Linked DNA regions of Sus scrofa: region 2 is linked to region 1. A link is a contact called in public Hi-C data. All regions are on one chromosome and are shown on one strand. Each heading gives the region's core, a stretch centred on a gene start, on an enhancer-like site or on the middle of the called end of the contact. The rest is flanking DNA. Distances are from core to core; before and after follow the strand shown.

Region 1 (7,054 bases), core at 1,516-4,015:
CAGGATGTTCAGGGATGTGGACATAAGCTTGAACATGTTGGGTGAGATGGGTGAAGAAGGTGAGAATGGGAAGAGAATAGGGTCAGTCTGAGGACTCTAGAAGTTTAAGAATTCTAAATTGAAACCTGGCCTTCCAGATTATTATTTAGGTAGATTTGTCAAGGAAGTAGAGTAGAATATATATATATATATACACACACATACATATATATATATATATATACACACACACACACACACACGCAAGGGAAAGAGAGAGAGAGTGCGTGCGAGGGAAAGAGACAGATAATAATATATATATTATTTTTAGGGCCACACTCACGGTATATGGAGGTTCCCAGGCTAGTGCTCAAACTGGAGTTGCAGGTGCCAGCCTAAGCCACAGCCAGATCCAAGCCACATCTGCAACCTACACCACAGCTGGCAGAAATGCTGGATCCTTAACCCACTTAACGAGGACAGGAATCATACCTACATCCTCATGGATACTAGTTGGGTTCTTAACCCACTGAGCCACAACAGTAACTCCCCAAGTAGAATATATTTTTAATAATAGTTTTTATCTTGATTTATAACTTAAATACTAGACACATGGTCTGTGAGCCTCCACAGCCACACTCTTGCTCAAGCTCTACAAATTTAGGGTTAGGATTCAACTGATAAGTTCAAATAACAGTATAAAAAGGTATAGTACAAGTTACCAATTCAGGTGAGAGTTCACTTTAACTAGGCCCTTTCAGATTTTCCTGACTTCTTTGTGGGAGATGAGGGAATAAATGGTGTAAATTTCTAGGCTTTATGTCACTGTATATAAGAGACTCTTATCTATATCTGGAGGGTTAACAATTAAGAAGCTATTTTTATTCTAATGATTTCAGTGTGATTTTTGAAAAGCTCTCTGTGACCCTTGCGCCTCCAGCACTTGGGAATGCCCAGGCCATGGATGAAACCCACACCACAGCAGTGACCTGAGCCACAGCAGTGACATCACTGGATCCTTAAGCCACGGGCCACCAGGGAACTCTGAAAATCTCCTTAAATAAAGAAGGGATCTCAGTGATCATGTAATCAAATTTACTCACTTAACAAATAAAACAAACGTTTTGATAGATAAAGGGCACCCTTACTGAGAGTACAAAGCTAGTCAGTAGCAGATGACTTCCTCTACTCTTTATCCATTCTTCTACCAATGACACCTTTCAGGAAGACACCTACTGCCAGTCAAATCCAACTATAAAGTTTACAGTTGCTTTCACTGTCATGCATTGAAGGAAGTGCACTAAATGCTTTTCACTACTCTAAAAATTCTAGACAACTAAAAAAAGGTCTACAAACCAATATTAAATTTTGACTCCAAAATATCTAAAAAGCCAACCTCCCATAACCCCCCAAAGTGAAAATAAAAAAAAAAATTTCAAACTTCATGAGGTCTCCAGACTTGGTAATCCTGAAAAGTTACTTTCAATTGATTTCCACAAAGTTATATGCAATTTAGGGCTCTCTTGAGGACTCAAACTCTCCTCCAACTGGTCATCTTTTTTTTTTTTTTTTTTTGGCTTTTTGGCTTTTTAGGGCTGCACCTGTGGCATATGGAGGTTCCCATGTCCCAGCTCAAATCAAAGACGCCAGAGCAACCTCAGATCCAAGCCATGTCTGCAACCTACATCAACAGCTAATGGCAACAGTGGATCCTTAACCCACTGGGCAAGGCCAGGGATCAAACCTGCATCCTTATGGATACTAGTCAGATTCATTTCTGCTGAGCCACCACAGGAACTGGACATCTCGTGATTTTACTTTGATTTTACTTGATTTTTCTCTTGATTTTACTTCATCTATTTTTACTTTGACTTTTTGATCTCCTGAAGATCTTGGAGTAAATATCCTGTTCTTCACTTTGGATGCAATGACTGTAACCATCTCCTCAAACTCCTCATCTTCTAAGTTACAAAGCACACGGCTTACAAAACATTGAACAGAATGCTAACGAAACGCTAAAATACACTTTAAAAAATCCTTGCTTTTTAAACATCTATAGGTACCGCCAATAAATTTTTCTCAGCGGATGTGAGCTACAATAATGCTAATAAAATTAAATTTTTAAGAGTCCAAAAGCAATAGTTAAAAAAAAATTCTTCAGGAGAGTCTTACCTTCAAGCTTGGTAGTAAGCAATCCGCAAGAAAGTTCTGGGTCTTCAGGAAGTTACCTCCCTCAGAGCATTAGAGATGACGATTTTAGCAAAACTGCACTACTTCTCAAGACAAGTGACTTTTTAGCTCCTGCCATCAATCGATTATTGCCTGATAGACGCAAGGATTTAATTTCAGGCAAATTTTTCTCCTCAGAGTTGAGTTGGCTCAGAAATTCGGCTTCTGAGCGGGAACAGGCAGAGGAGGGGCCAAAGGTACTTCAGGGAAAAAAGAAGGGAAAGTGGTACACGACAAAGTCGTCGAGGCAGAAACGACCGCGACCTGGCCGGGACAGATTTTGGGATCTGGAATTGGGGTTCTCAGACGCTCGCGGGGCACCCGAGTTCTGGCAGGAAGACCCTCCCTTCACTGCTCGCTGGGCCATTAGCCGCGCCCCGCGGTCGGATGAACTCCAAAAAGGGAACGCAAGGCGATCCCCCCCCACTCCCCACTGCGGCTCGAGACTCGCTCCTTTGATTGGTTCTTAGAGAGATCCCTCAGGGTGGCTCGCCGAATGGAGAGCCCGGCCGCTCCGCCCCTTTCCCGCCTCTCGCGGAGTGCCCGCCCCTGCCCCGCGCCCGGGAGCGAAGGAGAGTAAATACAACAGGAGCGCAAAATGGCGGAACCGCCGAGCACAGTGCACGGCGCCCCCGCCGCTACCGCCGTTTCGGAGAAAGAACCCTTTGGCAAGCTGCAACTCCCCCCTCGGGACCCATCGGGTCCTCTGTCCGCCAAGAAGATCCGGACTGAGGAAAAGAAAACGCCGAGGAGGCTGAACGGAGAAGGAAGCAGCGGCGGGAACAGCAGGCTGTTGCAGTCGCCCGCGACACCTTCGCCTCAGAGCTATGGCAGCTCTGGTTCTTGGAGCTTCGCCGCTCTGTCTGCTGTCCCTACCCCATCCTCCTCTCGGAGCAATTTCTCTTTCTCCTCTGGCACTGCTGTCCCCTCCTCAGCCTCCGCTTCCTCGTCTCAGCCCGTGCCGCGCAAACTGCTGGTTCCTCCTACGCTGCTGCACGCTCAACCTCACCATCTCCTGCTGCCGGCCGCCGCCTCCTCGGCCAACGCCAAGCCGCGCAGACCCAAGGAAAAGCGAGAGAAGGAAAGGAGGAGGCACGGCCTCGGAGGGGCGGGCGAGGCCGGCGGGGCTGCCCGCGAGGAGAACGGGGAGATGAAGCCGCTGCAGCGAGGTGGGTGCCGGTGCCGGGAGGTGGGGGGAGGGCGCCCGAGGTCCCCGCCAGCAGCTGGCGCCCGTGGGGCCCGGGCAGGGGGAGCGCGGGGGCCGCGTGCGCCAGCCTGGAGGGGCGGGAGGCGTCCCGTTCTCCGCAGGCGATTTTGCGGCCCCCTTGGGGACAGGAAGTGGAGCCTGTAATTTCGGTCTCAGCGAGGCGAATGGCCGAAACTCATTTTCTGTATGGTCTCTGCCTCCGAGTTAGTGCGCTGCAGGAATTGTAGAATTCGGTCTAGGGGACCCGCCTAGGTGTGTTTGGCCACGGAGGTAGATGGGAGAGAACGGGATCGGGAAGGGTTTGGTCCTGTAGAAGATGCTTGACTTTTAGACCGTTTAGATGTGATCACAGAATTTATATTTGTGACACAGCCTCCAAAGCCAGAAAATCCTGTCAAAAAAAGGGGTGTGGAGAGCTTTGGCGTCAGCTGGAAGCTACCAGAGGCCTGAGGTTTTCATTCCTATTAGGGAAATGAGGTAGTGTGCAGGGCCGGGAGTGTGCTGTTTCACAAGGTACCCTCCCTCCACCCTTCTCTCCACTCCGTATTCTTAGGTGTTTTGAGTGGTCCTGTTTAAAATAGGACCACTTGAGAAAGGATTTTCAGCCATATTCTTTTTTTTTTTTTTTTTTTTCCCCCTGAAGCAAATGATAAAATCAGGAGTATTGACGTTTTTCGGCCAGACCAAGAACTTGACTGCAAAATGTTTTAGCATCAGAGAAAGGGAGATTCTTAAGCGTTCTTTTCAGAAACGACTACGAAGTTTTCTTTTAAAATGTAGGCTAGTCATATAATTTTCAGGAAGTATTTCTTTAAAACAGTCCTACCTATTTAGCTCTTTGATACAGTGTTTTGACAGTGGTGCAACATGGAGACTGGTTGAAAATTAGATCTTTATATGATCACACGCTTAAAGCACGTAATGTCCGTTGATACACAGTATTGTCAAAGTATTTTTGTTTGTTTTAGGGAAAGTGACATGTCAAGCAGTTTTAGCGTTGCTAATCTAATGATAGTTTAGAGCATGAACAATTCTCTCTGTTTGAATTAGAATGGCTGTTTTCTCAATTTTTAAAGATGCTGCACAATAGTATGTAGCAACAGTGTTACCTCAGTGGCATATTAGCATAGCCGTCAGGTACTCTTGCACACAGTTAAAGGATCTCTCAGCTTCGAAGAGTGTTGTTTCTAGGAAAGTAGTTTTGAGAATGGAATTTAACTATTTTAGTTGGGAATTTTAGTTGGCTAGTATCTTAAAGCAATTTTGTTTTGAAAGTGCCTGGAAGTCTGCATTTGCCGCATAACATCAATCTTATTTGTGATGTGTAAAGTGTGTTTGCTCTTCTGATTTCTCTGAATGAGGAAGTGAATGTGGGTATAACATTATGGATGTATAGCAATCGCTGAAAATAAATAAGTAAGCAATCTTTAACAATTCTAACCCAAAATATGGGAGCACATAAATGGCTTTTAAAGTGAAATGGCTGTTAAAGTTTCTGGGTTTTTTTTTTTTTTTGCTTTTTAGGGTCTCACCCGTGGCATAAGGAGTTTCCCAAGCTAGGGGTCAAATCGGAGCTGTAGCTGCTGGCCTACACCACAGCCACAACAACACAAGATCCGCCACGACTGCAACCTACATCACAGCTCACGCCAATGCCAGATCCTTACCCACTGAACAAGGCCGGGGATCGAACCTGCATCCTCATGGATGCTAGTCACATTCGTTAACTGCTGAGCCATGATGGGAACTCCATAAAGTTTCTAGTCTTTTAAATCACTTTTAGAATCCTCCTTTTGAAGGCTACAGCTTACATCATTAAGCCTGAATATAAGCAATGATAGCTTTTACATTAAGATGTTTTTCTCTCATGTATGTAGTAGCTTTTTTGAATAGTGACTAGGTAGGGACACTATGGTAAGATTTTTTTTTTCTTTTGATGGACATGCTGATATTTTTATTGAGGAAAAACTAAGAATCAAAGAGAAGAATTGATTTTCAGTGTCTTGATGGTAAATTTAATGGTGAAAATATTCCCCCCCCCCTTTTTTTTTGGCTGAGCCTTTGGCATGCAGAAGTTCCCCCTCCAGGGATCAAACCCAAGCCACAGTAGTGACAAGTAATCCTTAACTCTCTGAGCCACCAGGGAACTCTAAGAAAGTCTTTCCATTTTAATGTGGGACATACTTATATCCTTTAAAAGTTCAGATTTAAATTAATTAGGGTTCTATTTTATTCAGCTAAGAAGATTTTTAAGCAACAGAATTATTAAAGTAGCAAAATTATGTGTATGCATTTAACATAGATACAATTGCAAGTATGAAAGTTCTAATTTGTAATGCACTTCTCATATTTCTGGGCATTCTGTGAAAAATCTTAGTGAATGAATGACCAGGTGTCTCTTGTCTTAGGTACATACCTCTTTTTGGTGTTGCTCTGAGTTGGATAGTTCTTTGGATCCCGCAATTATCCCATAACTTACTGATTGACTAGTCTTAATCAGAACTGAAACTTAAAGACACCAAAGCAAGGAAAATAGATCCTTCTCTCAAAAAACAAATCAACCCCCCCAAACCATCCACAAGATCCAGCTCCCAAACTTCATTATGCAATTAACCTCATGTATTATTTGTAGTAGTTTTTTGGGGTTTTTTTTTTTTTTCTTTTTTTTTTTAGTCTTTAGTTAAAACTGCTAAAACTTTACGTTGGCTGTCATTCTAACAGAAGTTATTTGGATTACATGAAAGTATGTGTATGAAAGGCAGGGCATTTAGTAAATGTGTTTTTTTGTTTGTTTGTTTGTTTGTTTTTGGTCTTTTTGCCTTTTCTAAGGCCGCTCCCATGGCGTATGTAGTTTCCCAGGCTAGGGGTCGAATTGGAGCTGTAGCCGCTGGCCTATGCCAGAGCCACTGCAACTCGGGATCCGAGCCACGTCTTCAACCTATACCACAGCTCACGACAACACTGGGTCCTTAACCCACTGAGCAAGGCCAGGGACTGAACCCTAAATCTCATGGTTCCTAGTCGGATTCGTTAACCACTGCATCACGACGGGAACTCCTAGTAAATATTATTTGTGTCAGGAACAGGGTGGTTTTTTTGTTTTGTTTTGTTTTTTAACCCCATAACAATTCTCAAAAGGTGGGTCAGTCCAGGTAGAGGAAGGACAATTGATAGTAGATCTGAAAGTTAAAATTAATGAACAGGAGAATTACAAAAGCATTATCAGTCAGGCCCGTTTAGTGTATGGGCTGATGCCTTGCACACCTAAAACCTCAGAGGCCATCTAGTCATAGTACTGATGTGCATGATTGCCTGAGTCATCAAGTAAAAGTCAAATTTATTCCTCAGAAAAGTGTAAAACATTTTAGATTTTTAAAACTATAAAATAACCAAGTTTTTGTGCATAAAGAAGTAATCTACTGAAGGGTTCACAGCCTGTTTTCCTATAAGACTGAATAAATTATTAAGTGATAAATGTGGAAATTAGAATGAGCATGTGCTGAAAGTGTCCAGCATTTAGAATTATAGCAAACAATAGTGCAGACATATTACTAGGTAATAAGCTGCCTTGACCAATTCCAGTAACCAATAAAACTTGTATAAATAAATCTAATTTTTGTTTGTGCTTTTCTTTGCATT
Region 2 (7,054 bases), core at 2,798-5,297, 130 kb before region 1:
CTTTCCTTTTTTTTTCACTTTTTAGTGCTGCACCTGTGGCATATAGAGGTTCCCGGGCTAGGGGTCAAATTGGAGCTATTGCTGCTGGCCTACACCACAGCCAGAGCAACACAGGATCCAAGCCATGTCTGCGACCTATACCACAGTTCACGGCAATGCCGAATTCTTAACCCACTGAGTGAGGCCAGGGATTGAAACTGCATCCCCATGGTTACTAGTTGGGTTTGTTAACCATTGAGACAAAACAGGAACCTCTTTAATAATTAGTGATGTTGAACATCGTTTCATGTATTTTTTGGCCATTCATCTGTCTTCTTTGAATGCTTCCTTTTTTATTTGCATGTTTCTATTAAAGATACTGCTATTCTTCCTATCACTTGGATTGAAAGTTTAAATTTTTAAAAATTAAACAGACTTGATTTTGTTGGAAAATTGTAACACACTCAAAATATAACAGGGTATACATGTTGGAAGCTGTCTGTGTCTACCAAAGATGGTCCGGGCCCTCTTAGAGGCAATCATGCTAACAGTTTTTGAAGTATTCTCAGAAAAAGCCTATGCATATTCAAGTATTTTAGCCAGATTTTATCTTCATTTCATTTTACATAAGTGGAAGAATACTATAAATAAATGTGTGCCCAGCTTTTCTAATTTAACAAGTAGACCCCAAGACTTATTCCATATCAACATATATATAGATTTTTTTCATTTGTAGTGGCTTTATAAAACTTAATTATAGTTAATATGTGATAAATATATATATGATTTTTTTTAACCAGTGCCCTTTTGATAGGTAGGTACATGGTTTCCACTGTTGACATTACAAGTAAGCTTGCAAATATCATATATGTTTGTATACAACTGTAAATATTACCTATACATTTTTAAGTCACAGCATGCATGACATTTCCATTTTGATACATTTATGGCCAAATTGCCTCTGCAGATACTTTGCCCATTTCTCTCACCATCTGTGCAAAAGTCCTTGTCTGCCCATACCATGCACAGCCTTGTGTTCTGTCAAACTTCCTGATCTCTTATAATCTGGTAATCTCAGTCGTTTTTAATATTAACTCCTTTCTTACCCATTATGCCAGTTCATCACCTAGGTCTGTGAGGTCTTTCAGTCTCTTTCACATCCACCTGTTTCTTTGTAACTGCAGAGCTGTGACCATAGTTTCAGGTTTTGTTGTATCATGTGTTGGCTCCTAATATCACTCATACCATTCTCTTCCCTTATTACTTCACAACTCAGCCATAAAGTGCCAGAATAGTATTTTCCTAATTTCACTTCTAGACTCAGAAACCTTTGGTGGCTCCCACTGACAACAATTATCAAGTTTAAATCCTCAGCCAGGCACTGAATGCGCCCCAGAGTCCAGTCCCAGTCTACTTTAGTGCCCTCACACATATACAAAAGTTCTGCTCCGAACTTCTGCTTGGCTATCATCATGCTTATTGTTTCATCACTTCTCTTCCTTGGGAATTCTTCTTTCCATTCAAACCTAATTTCACTTATCCTTCTAAGGTCCTCTGTGATCACTATGTATTGACAACCCAGTTCATTATTCTCTCTTCTTAGAATTGTTAAAACACGCATTGTCTGTATCACTCATTCGGCATTTATTAAATCATTGGAATTAAGATTTTAGTGTATTTCCCTGTCTCCTGAACTAAGCTATAAGCTCTAGAAGAAGCCATCTCTGAGACATTTTTGGTATCTTGCCCTGCCCCCACACAGCACAAACCCCTCATGTTTTGAGGTGCTCAAAAAATATGTGTAGATTGAAACAAGACCTAAATACACTAAAAATAGAAAAGTTTTTCCAAAAGAACCTAAATCCATAAAGGCACTTTACTTTTGTTTTCCCTAACCTACATGAGATGCCAAAGGTATCTGCTGATAACTCAAAAAAACAGTCGTGTTGTGAGAGAGAAGCTCACAGTGAAAGTTAAAAAAAAAAAAAAAAAAAAAAAGACTCGGAGTTCCCGTCGTGGCGCAGTGGTTAACGAATCCGACTAGGAACCATGAGGTTGCGGGTTCGGTCCCTGCCCTTGCTCAGTGGGTTAACGATCTGGCGTTGCCGTGAGCTGTGGTGTAGGTTGCAGACTCGGCTCGGATCCCACGTTGCTGTGGCTCTGGCGTAGGCCAGTGGCTACAGCTCCGATTCAACCCCTAGCCTGGGAACCTCCATATGCCGCGGGAGCGGCCCAAAGAAATTAGCAAAAAGACAAAAAAAAAAAAAAAAAAAAAAAAAAGACTCAAAAACACTAGCCAAAATAGGACTCAATAATTCCAACAAATAACACTTCCCACCTGACTGTCACTAGGCTGTTTTATAGCTTGTCCAGCATTTAGCCTTTAACAATCATCACCTAATTGGTGCATTCTTTTTGACAAATCAAAGTAGAGGTAATCTTGATCATCTGCCCAATTCTTTGCCTAGAGGCTAATTTCTCTCCTAGTTCTGGAGGAATAGGGTACCCTATGGTGTGCTATATTGGTAGCAGATCAAACCCAGCTCTTGATCTTATCTCATATCCAGTGAAACTTATCTCAAATCCAGTCTCAGTAATCTGAACAAAGTAAAATATTCCAGGCCCCTAGTTTCAAATAAAGCTTGCCTTAGAAATCAAACTATTTCTCTAAGTTAATTTTTATAATACAGGACAAAACTGTATCGTTTTATATGCACATACCTGTATATAAATGCATAGGAAGACATTTGGAAGGACACATCTGGAAGTGGTTATTTCTAAGAAGAAAAGTGGATATCAGTTGTATTCTTTCAGAGAGAAATATTCTTCTTTAAAACAAATAAGAAGTTGGATCTTGTTACTCATACTTGTTTTCGTCAAGGAGTATCATTAAATTCCACGATGCTTCTAAACATTCATCTGGAAAAAGGGACCTACCACTGATATGTTCTATTTTTATCCAGATTGCCTGACCAATCGACCTGTAAAAAACATTGTTTGTGGGCCTAAGTGACCAAAGGAAGTCCATGAATCAAATACTTCACTTCTGTCACATTATCACAAGCTTAATGCTCCTTAGAGTCAGAGGCAATATGGTGTTGTAGGGAAGGAAAAAGGATTTGAGTTCTAGTTTGGGCTCTGCTAAGAGTATGCGGGCAGACCTTGGGAAATTCACTTTCTTTAGGGTGGATAATCTCGGATTACTAGAAAATTCACGACGATGCATTCTACGAAGAAAAGCCTATTATTCAGTTCCGAGGTGCTGCGAATATAAAGGCAAGAAAAAATCCTTTCAATTCAGCAAACACTGAGTGCCTATCACATGCGTGGTATGTATTAGGACGCACCCCGCACTTCAGGCGCTCACTCGGCAGGGTTTAAACACAACTGCAAAAGGGTTAAGTCCTGTCACTGAAGAAGCATTTCGCTTCTCTTGGCCTTGGTCATTACCCAAAGTGCCAACGTCTAACTGCAGTCAACCTTAAGATGAAGACGTACCTGCAGCGAACGTGGAGTCAACGCTACTACAGTTCCCAGCATGCCACTCTTCCCACAACGCCCTCTCCCGCCCCCATTCCTGGACTCCTGAGAACCCGGACTTGTAGTCCCAACTCAAGGCTGGCGGCGACGGCGAAGCACTCTAGAAATGTGCTTTTCGCACTAGTAAGCAGTGAGACCGTAATTTCCAACTCAAGTCCTACTCCAACTGACTAGGGCTTGCCATTTAGCCTAACACCCTCATTCTAGCGCTCCTCAGACCTACTAGCTGCCGGGGTGGGACCACGCCCCGGAAGTGGAGTCAAGTCTCCCAGCCGACTGCCGAAGCTTCTTCCAGCCACTCCTAGCCCGGCCAGAGCCCGCGGGGCGGGCTCCGGGGCGTGGACTGCGGGGGCGGCTAGGCGCGGCGTCGCGCCAGGGGCGGAGCCGCGGCACGGGGCCGCGCGTCTGGGTGGCGGCGGGGGCGCGCCCGTGGGGAGAGGCGGCTGCGGCTGCTGCTGCTTGTGGGGAGGGAGGGAAGGAGGAACCGGGAAGGGGTGGGGGGGGCAGGGCGATCGGAGAGCCGTGTTCCTAAGGCGGTGGCGGCGTCTCCGACGGAGCTGGAGGAGGGCGGGGAAGGAGGATGGGGCACGCAGGGGGTTGGGGTTGGCGCTAGCCGCAGCGGCTCGCCTCGTACTGTGGGAGAGCGGCGGCTGCTCCTGCAAGTTGTAGGATCAGGAGCCGGCCGCCGCTGCCGCTGCCGCTGCCGCTGCCTCGGGCAAAGAGGAGGAGTAGGGAGCGGCGGGGGTCGGGAGGGAGGGGACGGGCTGGGGGAGCGAGCTGGGGAAGACTGAGCGGGCTCTGCGCCGGGCGGGCGGGCGGCGGGGGGGCCGGCGACCGCAGCCGGGGGGACGCGGGAGGATGGAGCAAGTGGAGATCCTGAGGAAATTCATCCAGAGGGTCCAGGCCATGAAGAGTCCGGATCACAATGGGGAGGACAACTTCGCCCGGGACTTCATGGTGAGTCCCTCCCCTCGCTGTCGCCTCCTTTCGCCGGCACCGGAGCCCACTGCCGCCTTGCCCAGCCGGCCCGGGCCGCCAGTGCTTTGTGTGCGGCTGTAAGGAGAGGGGCGGAGGCGGCGCGCACCAGCTCCAAAGGCCGGGTGGTCTCGGAGGCCAGCGGGAGGTGAGGTCGCCTCCGCCCCTCGGCCTCCTTTCCTCTCTTCCCGCGATCGCGTCCCTTTCCGCCGGCGTCTGGGACGCGAAGGGAGAGGCGGCCGGCCGAGCCCGCACTCAGCACCGCCGCCCGCGACCACCTATTGTTTCTCGGGCCGGGAGCCCGAGGCGAATGAGGTGCAGGCCGGGGGGCTAGTCTTTCCTCACCTCCCCGTCCAGACCGCCCCTGCTGGGAGGGTCGAGGCAGGGAGGAGAGCGATCTTGGCTGACGGCAGAACGTGGCTATTAAGATTGCAATTAACTCACGGGGTCCCTTTGCTCAAGCTGGGCTCAGAAGTGGGCAAGGTAGGACTTTTGCCGTTTCTGGACTGGCAATTATTATCTCCAACGCATGGGAAAGGATTGCTCGAAAGAAATCTCTTGGTTTACTCAATTTCTTTTTACCCGTCTCGTCGCTTGAGACCCTGGTTTGAGATGGTGTTGGGGTCAGCGTGACTTGAGGTCGAGGGGGTAAAGTGTATGTGTAGAGGCGGGGGTGGTTATCCTGAAGCCTACTTCAGACTCCCTAGGGGATATTGCTGAAGGCGGAGGGGATGTGACTATCACTTCCTATCCGGGGTGGGGGTGGGGAACTTGGGAACAATAGTCCTGGTGGGGCGGAGGCGACGGTAAGGGCCGAAGCCCTGAACTGGGAGATAACCTCCGAGGCCTACCCCCATCCTAACCCCCCTTCCCACCGCTTCCGCCCTCTGCTTGTGCTGGCGGGCTGGAGACGAGGTTAAAAGTCTTGTGCGTGAAATTGCTCTTGGGTCATCACTGTGATGGGGTCAGAACCGAAGGCGTGGGACCAGAAGTCGACTTCCTCCATTACCCCCCCCCCTTTATTTTTCTGCTGGACAATGTTCCCTTTAGGGTTGTTTCTCGGTTTAGGAGGCGGTGGTTGCGGCTGCTGCTCCTGCGGATGTTGCGCAAGACTGGGGCGTTGGAAACCCTGGAGGTCTGGGGAATGGAAAAGGAAGTGGGACTTTGGGAAGTGGTTGCTCCTTAGACTTGGCGGAGTTTGGGAATGGGAAATACGCTAGGGAAAATTTTGCTCCGGGGCTAGATACACGAAGAATAATCACTTAAGTCTGAAATTGTGGATCGTAAAAAGGATACATAGTTTATGTCTATAAAAAGGACTGAGCAGCAAACGTTGACTTGTTTTTTGTTTCAAAGTACAGTTTAATTGTTTACAAGGTGCAGGTGAAATGGCTTTTAGTACTAAAATGCCTTTTCACATTTTAAAGAAACTCCAATCTAGTAAATTTTTAATGTTAAAATTGTTAACACCTATATATATATAAGATCCCTGACCTTACACAATATTGTAACAGTATTGTTGAGCTTTGTTGATTCCCTCCTCCCTAGACCAATAATAGAGGCTAGGAGGTAGGTTTCCATAGTATCTTTTCAAGGTGGAAAAAAATATTGATTAAATAATTTATGCCTATTTTAAACATTTTTCTCTTGTTATTTAGCCCATGTATTTTGAAAAACAAGTTTTTGATCTGAGAAGGTTAAGGAAAAGAGGACATTTTTCCCTCTTACCTCTGAGAATTTTGAATGTGTTGCTATTTTTGGAATGATACCACAGTAATTGAATGGAGTCCCCTTTTGACTCTCTAGCAAAAATAGAAAAAAATATTAACTTAGAATATGTTATATGTTTCAGACTAATTACAATCTTGTTTTGGTTATGGAAGAAGAGGTGATGTGGTCCCTGGCCACTTTTCCTCTCCATGCTAGTCTTCTTGCTATCCAGGAGCCTATCCTGTCAGGAAGGAGCATTGTTTGGAAATGCAGGCCATCAGGACAAATGCTCAGTCTCTGAACTCCTGTGCAGGGGAAGTGGCCTTAGGGTTCATGCTTTGGGGATGAGTCAGGGATTCCTATTGGAGATTTCTTTTCTCTAGGACTAAATGAGTTTCCTTTTTCTTCTGGGATAGCTAGGTGATTCTACATGATTTGATGACTAAGGCTGTTCTTTTATAGTGCTTGCTTTCTTTATTCCGTGACTTGATAAGCTGTAGATATAATTAAGGCTGCTGGTTGTTGCTGTCTTTTCCCTTGACTAGAAGGCTGGAGGGAAACTATATCCTCTCTGCCATGGAAGAGCTGATAGAGTCTAACTTTTCTGTTCTTAAATTCTGACTGGATTAAAATGCAGTTTTAAATTTTAGCATTTTAGAATTGAGCCTTAAAGATAATCTAGCTATTATAACCCTATTCATTTGTAAAGGGATAAAGTTCACTGTTTCAGATTTGGAAATTATAGAATAACAATTAAGAATGCCTTACCTTTAGGAAAGTGGAATGGGCATTCAAACTGTGCTCTTTCAAATCTATGCAACTTTCCCATCACGCAAAGGCTATTTCTGTT

Evidence for each region. Hi-C and Micro-C count contacts between places; a contact is called where the count stands out from the background.
Region 2: a contact with region 1 is called in a Hi-C map of skeletal muscle, with 6 times the contacts expected there. The contact joins the promoter of PTPN12 here to the promoter of RSBN1L in region 1. A contact is called at or near these places in 2 of 5 promoter capture datasets (fetal liver and liver), 7 of 47 Hi-C or Micro-C datasets (alveolar macrophages, fetal skeletal muscle, heart right ventricle and 3 more) and 2 of 2 datasets of contacts at active chromatin or transcription factors (alveolar macrophages and skeletal muscle).

The regions. Positions count from the first base shown.
Region 1 is chr9:102,430,926-102,437,979 of Sscrofa11.1, reverse strand. It overlaps RSBN1L (round spermatid basic protein 1-like protein), which reads left to right and starts at 2,765. Exons shown (of 8, transcript XM_021102552.1): 1 at 2,765-3,377. The coding sequence starts at 2,807. LOC102167692 (a long non-coding RNA gene) reads right to left here and starts at 3,454. Exons shown (of 4, transcript XR_002347076.1): 1 at 2,152-3,454.
Region 2 is chr9:102,560,962-102,568,015 of Sscrofa11.1, reverse strand. PTPN12 (tyrosine-protein phosphatase non-receptor type 12) reads left to right here and starts at 4,047. Exons shown (of 16, transcript XM_021102557.1): 1 at 4,047-4,476. The coding sequence starts at 4,378. LOC102167907 (a long non-coding RNA gene) reads right to left here and starts at 3,840. Exons shown (of 3, transcript XR_001299008.2): 1 at 3,478-3,840; 2 at 2,701-2,756.